2 separate regions of the Sus scrofa genome follow, and region 1 is linked to region 2. A link is a contact called in public Hi-C data. All regions are on one chromosome and are shown on one strand. The core of a region is the stretch at or near the end of the contact, and the rest is flanking DNA. Distances in the headings are between cores, read along the strand shown.

Region 1 (4,583 bases), core at 628-3,127, 300 kb before region 2:
GGTTAAGAACCCAACTAGGATCCATGAGGACGCGGGATCGATCCCTGGCCTCGCTCAGTGGGTTAAGGATACGGCGTTGCCATGAGCTGTGGCGTAGGTCGCAGACACAGCTCTGATCCGATTCAACTTGACCCTCAGCTCAGGAACTTCCATATGCTGCAGGTGTGGCCCTAAACAGAAAAACAAAATTTAAGGGAAGGAAGCTAAGACTTATTGACTGCCTATTCATGCCCAGCACTGCTTCTTTTCTTATTATTTCATCCTTCCAGCCAATCATAACATCGAACGATGGTGGTCTCCCAACTTGCAGGCGCAGCGCTACTGGACGGTGGTCATCTTCGAGGTGGGGTGCGGTAGCAGATTCCGGCCACCGGAGGGCAGGCGTGGGCTACACAAGGGGGCCCGTCCAGCCCAGGGCCGAACCTTCAGGAGACCTGCTCCTTACTTCTTACGGTGGAGCCTGAGAAAGATGACGCTGAGCAAAGGGGGCGAGAGACCTGAGACAAGGGATCCTGCGACGCGGGACTTGCTTCAACTACAGGCTTGGAAATGCCTGTGCCTTGGGAGCTCCCTGCTGGTCCAGGGGTTAGGGCTTGGTGCCTTCACGGCTGCAGCCTGGCTTCGATCCCCGGTCTGGAGCTGATCCCACATCGAGCCGCTGCAGCCGCAGCAACAAAACAGAACAAAAACACTGCGCCTCAAACTACCCGCCCCACGCCATAGCACACCTATCCGCTCGCCCTTTGATAACCCTGAGCCATGTGATTGCCCCGGGGCACATAACCGCCTCACTGCGCAAGCGCCAGTGTTAGCGAGCAGCCGCCCCCCCTCCCCCCAGACATACCCATGCGCTGGGTAACCACTGAGATACTGGGGATCTAGTATTACCAGTAGTAATTATTACCTTTTTGGCCAACCCCATGGCATATGGAAATTCCTGGTCCAAGGATCAAATCTGAGCTGAAGCGGTGACCCACACCACAGCTGCAGCAAGAGATCCTTAACCCGCCACCCTGGCTGGGGACTGAACTGACGCCTCCACAGAGACAAGCTGGATCTTTAACCCACTGCAGCACAGCCACAGCGGGAACTCCTGCGAAAAATTTAAACAACCCCGTTTTGCAAGTTTATTGTGCAAAACACTCCTAAGTAATCATGATACAAAGTATATTCAGGAAGTTCCTGGTGTGGCTCAGTGGAAACAAGCCCGACCAGCGTCCGTGAGGCTGCGGGTTCGAGCCCTGACCTCGCTCGGTGGGTTAAGGATCCGGCGTTGCCGTGAGCTGCGGTGTAGGTCGCAGATGTGGCTCGGATCCCGTGTTGCTGTGGCTGGGGTGTAGGCTGGTGGCTGTAGCTCTGATTTGACCCCTAGCCTGGGAACTTCCGTTTCCCAAGGGTGTGGCCCTAAAAAGCAAATTTTAAAAAAAAGTGTATATTCAGAGTTACGTGATACAAAGTATGGGGGAGAAGAGGCATGTCCTCTTTAAAGCTCAGATACTCTATCACCTCTCTAAAAAAATCCCTGAAATACCGGACCCTGTAAAATACCCACTTCTGGCCACAGAGGCTCTAGGGATAAGGTTCATGGCCCAGCCCTCAAGCAGCCCAGTTAGGACAGGAGATACATGAGAGGAAGAAAGTAATACGGAGCGGTAAGTGCCGCTTCAGAGAACAGCCAGAGCACTCGCGGGAGCAGACACAGCCCCAAGGAGCATCTCCACGAGAGAGGCACAGGCAACGTGGCCGCGGGCAAGGGACACTTACCATGAAGTTTCTGGAAGGAGGACCCGGGAGCTCGGCTGGTGGGGCTGGGAGGCAACTCCGGGCAGAGGGAACAACATGTACAAGAGCCTGGGGTACCGATAAAGGGCCACAGCGAAGGTCACCAGAGGCGTGTCCAGCAGAGGACGTGTGGCGGGACAGGAGCTGGACGTGAAGCCAAGAGCCGAGCTGTCACGGTCTTGGTGGCCAAAGCGTTCGTTTCGGCCTTTCCCTCGAAGCGTTCGAGAAGCACCTACAAGAGGCAAAGGCCCCATTATTTCTTTAGGAATCGCTAACTAGTGCAGAGGCTGCCCTGCAGAGACACAGAAAACCAGTCAGGCTGCGGCATCATCTAGAAAAGAAACGACAGACAGTGAGGGCAGGAAACCTAGAATGTCCCAGGTTTCTGGCTTTCGTAGCCAGGTCTCATCGTGGTCAAAACAAGCTAAAGAGGAGGCGTCCGGGGCGTGCTGCGTGAGAGGGGCCCCGGGAAGGCGGGCAGAGCCCCGCGGTACCGTCGCACAGCTGCTGGTCGGTGTTCGAGAGAGACCGGGCTGGCACCAGGCTTGGCGGCCACTGGCGTGCAGACGGTAAGGCAGAGGAAGCCACGACCGTGGCTGCAGTCATCTGAGGAGAGCCTGCAGTGCGAGGTGTTCGGGATACAGGGCTCCGCGACCCAGGCTTTTTAGAAATCACGGGTGGGTATTTCTCCAAGAGCCACACTTTGACCTGTGGCCGCTGGACCTGAAAGGCACAGTGAAGGCAGCCGTGCCGTGCGAGGGGCGAAGGCCACGCACGGGAGCTCAGGCAGGGGCAGAGCCTCCAGGTGGAGGGGGGGAGCCTGGGGAGCAGGTGCACGGGGCCCAGAGGCTGCGGGCAGATGGCCTGAGGGCACCGTTCAGTCCAGCTCCCCGCCCCGTGGCCGTGCCCACCGCCCCGAGCCCCTGCACTCGCTCCCGCTTCCATCTGGGGAGGGGGCGGGGGGGCGCAGAGCGGTCCTTCCAACGGGTGCCCCTGCGTGGCCACGTCTCGGTCCACGTGAGGCGGCAGCCCCACCTCACGGGTAGGGCCGATGTGGCTCAGAGTTCAGTGTGGGGACAGCCGCAAAGCGGACCTGGGTTGTGTGATTTCAGCACAGGGGGCAACAGCAGTCCCGCAGCCTAAGGACTGGAATCTGTCCTCCCCGCCTTGCCCCTGGTGGAGAAGTTGAGTCCCCAAAGCGCTGACTCACTCAGGACCCCGAGGCAAAAAGGAGAGAATGAGGCTTCTTTGTGCTTCCTGACTTTCCAAGGACAGACACGGGTCTGATGGGAAAGAGATGGCATTTTTACCCCCGGGGCAACCCGAGTGTGTTCCTTAGTTAGAATCCACCCCTCCCTTGCCCTTAAATCACTTAGACACAGCAAAATTTTACGAACGCAACAATTTATTAGCAGACAAATGAAATGACATCTCTGAATCTCAATACATACAGGATCTTATGAGATAAACATCACCAACAGAGATCAGAAGAACAGGGCCTGCCTCTGACTGACTGCCCTCTCCTGCAACGGAGGCTGCAAAATCCGTCCGGAACCCACCCTCACTCCACAGGGGGCCAGACGCGATTTCAGCGGAATTGCATCAAGGCACTTTCTTTAATTAAAAAAGACATACGTGGTATAAGACAAATTCCACAAAGTCATCAGCCTTGAATAACTACGAAGAAAGGCAGTGTCCTTAGGCTGGGATTTTAGGTTCCTTCACCTGTCACGCTGGTATCGCCTGGGCTTATATGAGAAACGGCAAAGGAGACCCAAAAAGGAAGTTTTATACACACTGATTCGTGCACACTAATTTTTGACAAATCATGGCAGTGTCAGAACTCAACCAGGAACTTCCAACGGATGTGAGCTGACAAGGCAAGAGGGTTTCATTCCAAGCGACTCATTACTTTACGGACCGGAGAGGTGGCGTCGGAGAACCTCCCTAAAAGGAGCTTCTTAAAATTGCTGCTAAAAATCCTCTCTGGCTGAAGCCAGCTGTTCGTTTGCCAAGTAAAAAGCCCTCCGTTAGAAATTCTCCTATTGGTATTTTTAATACGATCGTAATTCTTCAGCCAATTTCAGAGCCATAATTCAAGTCCAAGAAAGTTATACAGATTCCAGAGCAGATGTACAGCAGGGCATCTCCAGGAAGGCATCAGTGCCCTTCCTTGGCCAGCTCTCTCCATCCACACGCCTCCCTGTCTCACACGCCAAGAAAAGACTAAAACACACACCGAAAAAAAACCACCATTTGATATGTGCTTCTCTAATTCTCCTAACGATTTATTTTCAGGTGCCAAACACTTTAAAAAATTGTCCTTGTCAGGATAAAAATGATCTTATAAAAATAATTTGCCTACTCCTATGTCTAAATTCTCCATTTCTAAAGTAACTAACATTAAAAAAAAAAAAAAAAACACTAAAATTGTATACTTATAGTATTTCAGCACTATTTCACTTTTGCTGCAGGAAGTTCCCGGGCCAGCGTTCGAATCAGAGCTGCAGCTGCCGGCCTACAACCACAACAACGCCAGATCCGAGCCAGGTCTCCGACCTACACTACGGCTCACGGCAACGCCGGATCCTTAACCCAGGGATCGAACCCACGTCCTCATGGATACTAGTCGGGTTCGTTACCACTGAGCCACGACGGGAACTCCGTCTTTTACCTTAGTAATAGCGATGCTAACCAAATCAGCTGGCCTATTATTTTGGCCTACTGCATTATAATTTTCCTTTTCGTTCTTAGCACTCAAAGGAATGATTCATGATTATCTAAAATTCTTATACAAAAAA
Region 2 (4,263 bases), core at 1,139-3,638:
CTTGGAACGTAAGCGCCAAGGAGGGCACCCTAAGAGGGCAGACTCCAGCCCCACGGAGCTGGGCCGGGGACCCTGGCCAGGAAGCTGGAAGGCACGTAGCCCCTCTGTCCGTTCACTTCCACGAGGCTCCATTCCGGGTTCCCCTTCTTGTCCTGGGCCTCCAGGACAGTCACCTGCTGGCCGGCCTGCAGGCTCACTTCATGGCTGCTTCTGGCCGCAAAGGGGCACACTGCCACCACCTGAAACACAGGGAGGACGACACGGCAGCGGTCAGGGGGGCACAGACCCAGGCCGGAGAAGCTGCCTGTCCCTTCCCCCGCCTCAGTCCCCTGCGCTGAGCAGCCACTGCCTCCCAAAGACATCCCCGTCCGAAGACGCCGCGCCTCCTGCTGCCCCCACTGCTGACAGCAGCTGCGTGGCAGCCTCTTTGCTTGGTTTTGATCCCTGCAATCCCACACTTCTGTTGGAGCCCATTTTCTGGCTGTGCCCGCAGCATGTGGAAGCTCCCAGCCAAGGATCCAACCCACCCCACACCAGTGACCCAAGCTGACAATGCCAGACCCCCAACCTGCTGTGCCGTAAGAGAACGCCTGCTCTGTTTGTCTGATAAGGAAGATGAGACTCAGAGAAGTGAAGGAATTTATTCAGAATCACACAGCAGAGAAGCTGGGCCTGTCTGGTCTCAGAAGACGTGCTCTCAGTCCAGCTCCCCGGGCAGAGGGCTGACCGCCCTTCTGAGATCAGAGGCTACCATCCACCCAGGCCCATCCTCGGCTTAGCGTAGGGACAAGGAGCTTGGGCGACCGTGTCACTCTTTAAGGAAAGGTGGAAAAAAAGCCGGAGGGGAGGGCATTTATTAGGCTATTTCACCTCTCGCGGCCTGAGGTTCATCATCCGTGAAACGGAAGCAAGGACGCCCTTCCCTCCAGGTTATGGCGGGAACTGAATGGAGGCTTCTGCCTGCTAAATACGAGAGTTGAACAATTCCATGCTGCTTTGGGTGTTTCTCTTTTTTTTTTTCTCCCCCTTTTCAGGGCTGCACCCACGGCACATGAAGGTTCCCAGACGAGGGGTCCCATCGGAGCTACAGCTGCCAGCCTACACCACAGCCACAGCAACGCCAGATCCGAGCCATGTCTGCAACCTACGCCACAGCTCACAGTAATGCCGGATCCTTAACCCACTGAGTGAGGCCAGGGGTGGAACCTACATCCTCATGGATCCTAGTCGGATTCTTTAACCACTGAGCCACGACGGGAACTCCCTCCTTTGGTTACTTTTACCACGACTTTTACCACTGTGGGCCAACGCCAGGAACACTCAGGGGCAAGAGAGAACTGCGGTGGCCCCATGGGAGTCCCGCTGAGCGGCCCCGTGGACAAAGAGGAAGCAGCGGATGTGTCTGGGCAGATGGGCAGCTGAGCCCACGACATGAGCCCCTGGGTGGAGGTTCCAGGGACGCTGCCCAGAGTGGCTGGCGCTGGGGCTAAGGTGGGTGGCCAGGCTCTCCCGTGGTACTTTGTGGGGAACACCAAGCAGGAGGCAGCCCTGGTGTACCACTTCTAGCTACTGTGCCCGGCACTGGCCTGAGAGCCTTCCCGGCGTGTACTACAGCTGCACGTCAGCTTCCGCCAGCTTCTGCGCCACCCTCACGTGGCCCACTCCAGGCTCCTCTGGCTGCCCTGGCCATTCAGTGCAAGCCTCTGGGCCCTGGCCCCTCAGCCTGAGTCCTGTCTGCTGCTTCTCCATCACCTGAGAACCTCCTCCTGGATAACTGGGAGAGCAGCCTCGGTCGACAGAGGCCCCGTGTGCCAGCCAGCTTTATGGTCTCAATCAGCCCTCACGAGGCCTCCTCCTCCCAGGACTCTGCCCCGAACACGTCCCATCACTTTCTGTGTTGAGACAGAATTCACAGGCAAACATGCACCTTTTCAAAGGACACGGAGTCGGTAGTCGTTAATATGCGCCCAAGTTGTGCCACCATCACCACTCTGCTCCCAGAACACCCTCATCACCCCAAAAAGAGACCCGAGACCAGTCAGCGGTCAGTTCCCACCGCCCCTCCCTCCAGCCCCTGCCAACCACTGATCTCCCTTCCGTCCGCATGCGGAACAGCCCGTAAGGGACCCTGCGTTACGTGTGGTCACTTCTGCGTCGAGTGACAGGAGGCGGCATGGGTTGGCACCACGTTCTTTCTTGGGGCTGAATGACATTTGAACGCGTGGATATGCCACGTTCTGTTTACCCCTTCCTCCACCGAGGGACATGGCTTGTTTCCCCTCAGGGCCGTGACAAACATGCATGCACAAGTTCCCCACTGCTTTTAAGAGAAGGACCGACGCCCGTGCCAAGGCCACAGGCCCTGCAGCCGGCCCTGCCCCCAGCTCCGGCGGCACCTCTCAGCCCGGACCAGCTGCCTCCTCCGGTGAGTTGCTCACTCGCCCTGTCCTCCCCTGACCCTGGGCCTTGCGTTTGCCAGGCACGCTTTCTGGAAAGCTCTTCCCATCCCCACGCCAGCGCACCCCTTTATCTAACTCCGTCCTAGTCACCCTTCAAAGCTGAGCGCAAGCACGAGTCTTCTTAGGAAAGCCTCTCCTGACCTCCCCAAACCACGGCTCTGCTGCGTGTCGCTACGGAACTTAGGGTTATCCGCCTGGTTGTTTGATTAATTGCTGTCTTCTCCATCCCCCAATTATAAATTTGAGGAAGGCCAGGACCTGACTCCTGCTCAGCAGTGTACGTCTCAGCTGGGAGAGTGACGGCCAACAGTGAGTGAATCAAGACGCGAATGCACACACAAGCGAATGAGAGCGCATCCCGCATGCTCTGCTCATGGGGGGGAGGGTAGGAGCTCTCGGCTGATGCGGGGCGGAGAGGCTCCTTCCTCAGGTCCCGCCCTGGGCAGGACACTGGGGCAGCCACTGACCCAGGCCCGGGCCTCACAGTGGTGTCCCCTCCGGACAGGAGGAAAACCAAAGCCCCGTCCAGGGGGCCCTGGGGATGTGAACCCTGCCCCTCTTCCAGGCTCACCTGAGTCACCGCTGGGACAGAGGGGACCGGGGCCAGTGTGGGCTCTGGCGTCAGCTGGCGGGAGTTTTCGTGAGGCTTCGCCTGTCCTCTGAGGTCCTCCTCGCTGGGGGCCACACGGTACAGCTCCAGTTTCCCGGCCGGCACGTACCCTCGATGTCCTGTGAGACACGCAGAAGGCTCTCTGGCTGAGGCTCAGCTGCCCACCCCTCGCGGTGGCGGGGAGTCACCACCACTCATGGGTGAGATTACCTTCGGCTCCTCTGTCCTGCCCCGGGCCGCCAAAGGTCATCTAGGCACCTCACCAGCCCGCCCGCCCCACGCTGCCTGTTTGGGCTTCTGCTCGAACCTTCCCGAGAGCTTGCTCAGTGCCAGAACCGGCCTCTGATTATTGAGGGGTGATTACCCACATCGACGCTGAGTCAGTCCTGCTACCTCCCTTTTAAGTCTGGGGCCCCTGAGCCCAGTGAGGCCTCCCTGAAACAATCCTGTGCGGATTCCATCTGGAGTGTCGCAGGCGCTCTGTGGAGGACAGTCCACTGGGCCATGTCCTCTCGGGCTCCCTGTGCCCCTGGCCGCTCGCCCTGCTTCCCCCTGGGGCACCCACACCCGAGTGGCACACTCAGGGGACAGGGCAGCCCCACCTTCCCTCTGGGTAACAGACTTCTGTCCGCACAGCAGGGACCCAGCACCCCTCCTCTGCGTATCTCTGTCTTTCGAGGTGATACTGAAGCTCTGGCCACACCTCTGTCTACACCAATGACCTGTGAGGCCCCCAAAGCAGAGGTCCTGGCTGCCTCACACAGTGCCCGGCACACAGCAGGCGCCCGATAATGGATGTGGCAATGGAAGACCAAATCTCTCTCTCTGGCATCTCATGTACCACACTCAGCGGCTGTGCCCCCAGCCCTGCACACTCAGCTGTGTTCACTCCCATCCTGGGTTTGCACAGCCAGACTCCCACCCACAGGTGTGTCCGTGTCTCCCCACTGCCTCCTGTTGGTGGTTTTCCCAAAGGGAGGGGACGCGCCCGTGGAGTCCCATGTACCTCCAGTGTCCACTAGCCATCGGCTGCTGTTGCCTTTGGTGTCCTTGTTTTGAAGGAGCGCCACAACGTGGCCCCGCGGCAGGGTCAGGTCTAGAGTCCCCGACCCACTGATGTTGCTTGTCACCTGGTACAGCTTTCCCGAGCCGTACCTGCTCAAGAGAGCCTGCACCTGGCGTTCGGCCCCTGGA

What was found. Hi-C and Micro-C count contacts between places; a contact is called where the count stands out from the background.
Region 1: a Hi-C map of skeletal muscle shows a contact between it and region 2, with 8 times the contacts expected there. The contact joins the promoter of HMGXB3 here to the enhancer-like site in region 2. A contact is called at or near these places in 1 of 5 promoter capture datasets (liver), 19 of 47 Hi-C or Micro-C datasets (alveolar macrophages, embryonic fibroblasts, epiblast stem cells and 11 more) and 1 of 2 datasets of contacts at active chromatin or transcription factors (skeletal muscle).

The regions. Positions count from the first base shown.
Region 1 is chr2:151,026,070-151,030,652 of Sscrofa11.1, reverse strand. HMGXB3 (HMG domain-containing protein 3) reads right to left here and starts at 1,877. Exons shown (of 20, transcript XM_021085011.1): 1 at 1,765-1,877. It overlaps SLC26A2 (sulfate transporter), which reads right to left. Exons shown (of 4, transcript XM_021085016.1): 4 at 3,170-4,583.
Region 2 is chr2:150,731,271-150,735,533 of Sscrofa11.1, reverse strand. It overlaps ARHGEF37 (rho guanine nucleotide exchange factor 37), which reads right to left. Exons shown (of 13, transcript XM_003124090.6): 11 at 4,076-4,263; 12 at 3,031-3,188; 13 at 1-239. The coding sequence ends at 30. Among named protein-coding and RNA genes, the nearest start is that of ARHGEF37, 71 kb to the right of the region's middle. Within about 2 kb of position 2,388, at least 2 of the 83 cell types and tissues checked have an H3K27ac peak or open chromatin away from gene starts, as enhancers often do. A contact at or near this core is called in skeletal muscle, where this site is marked.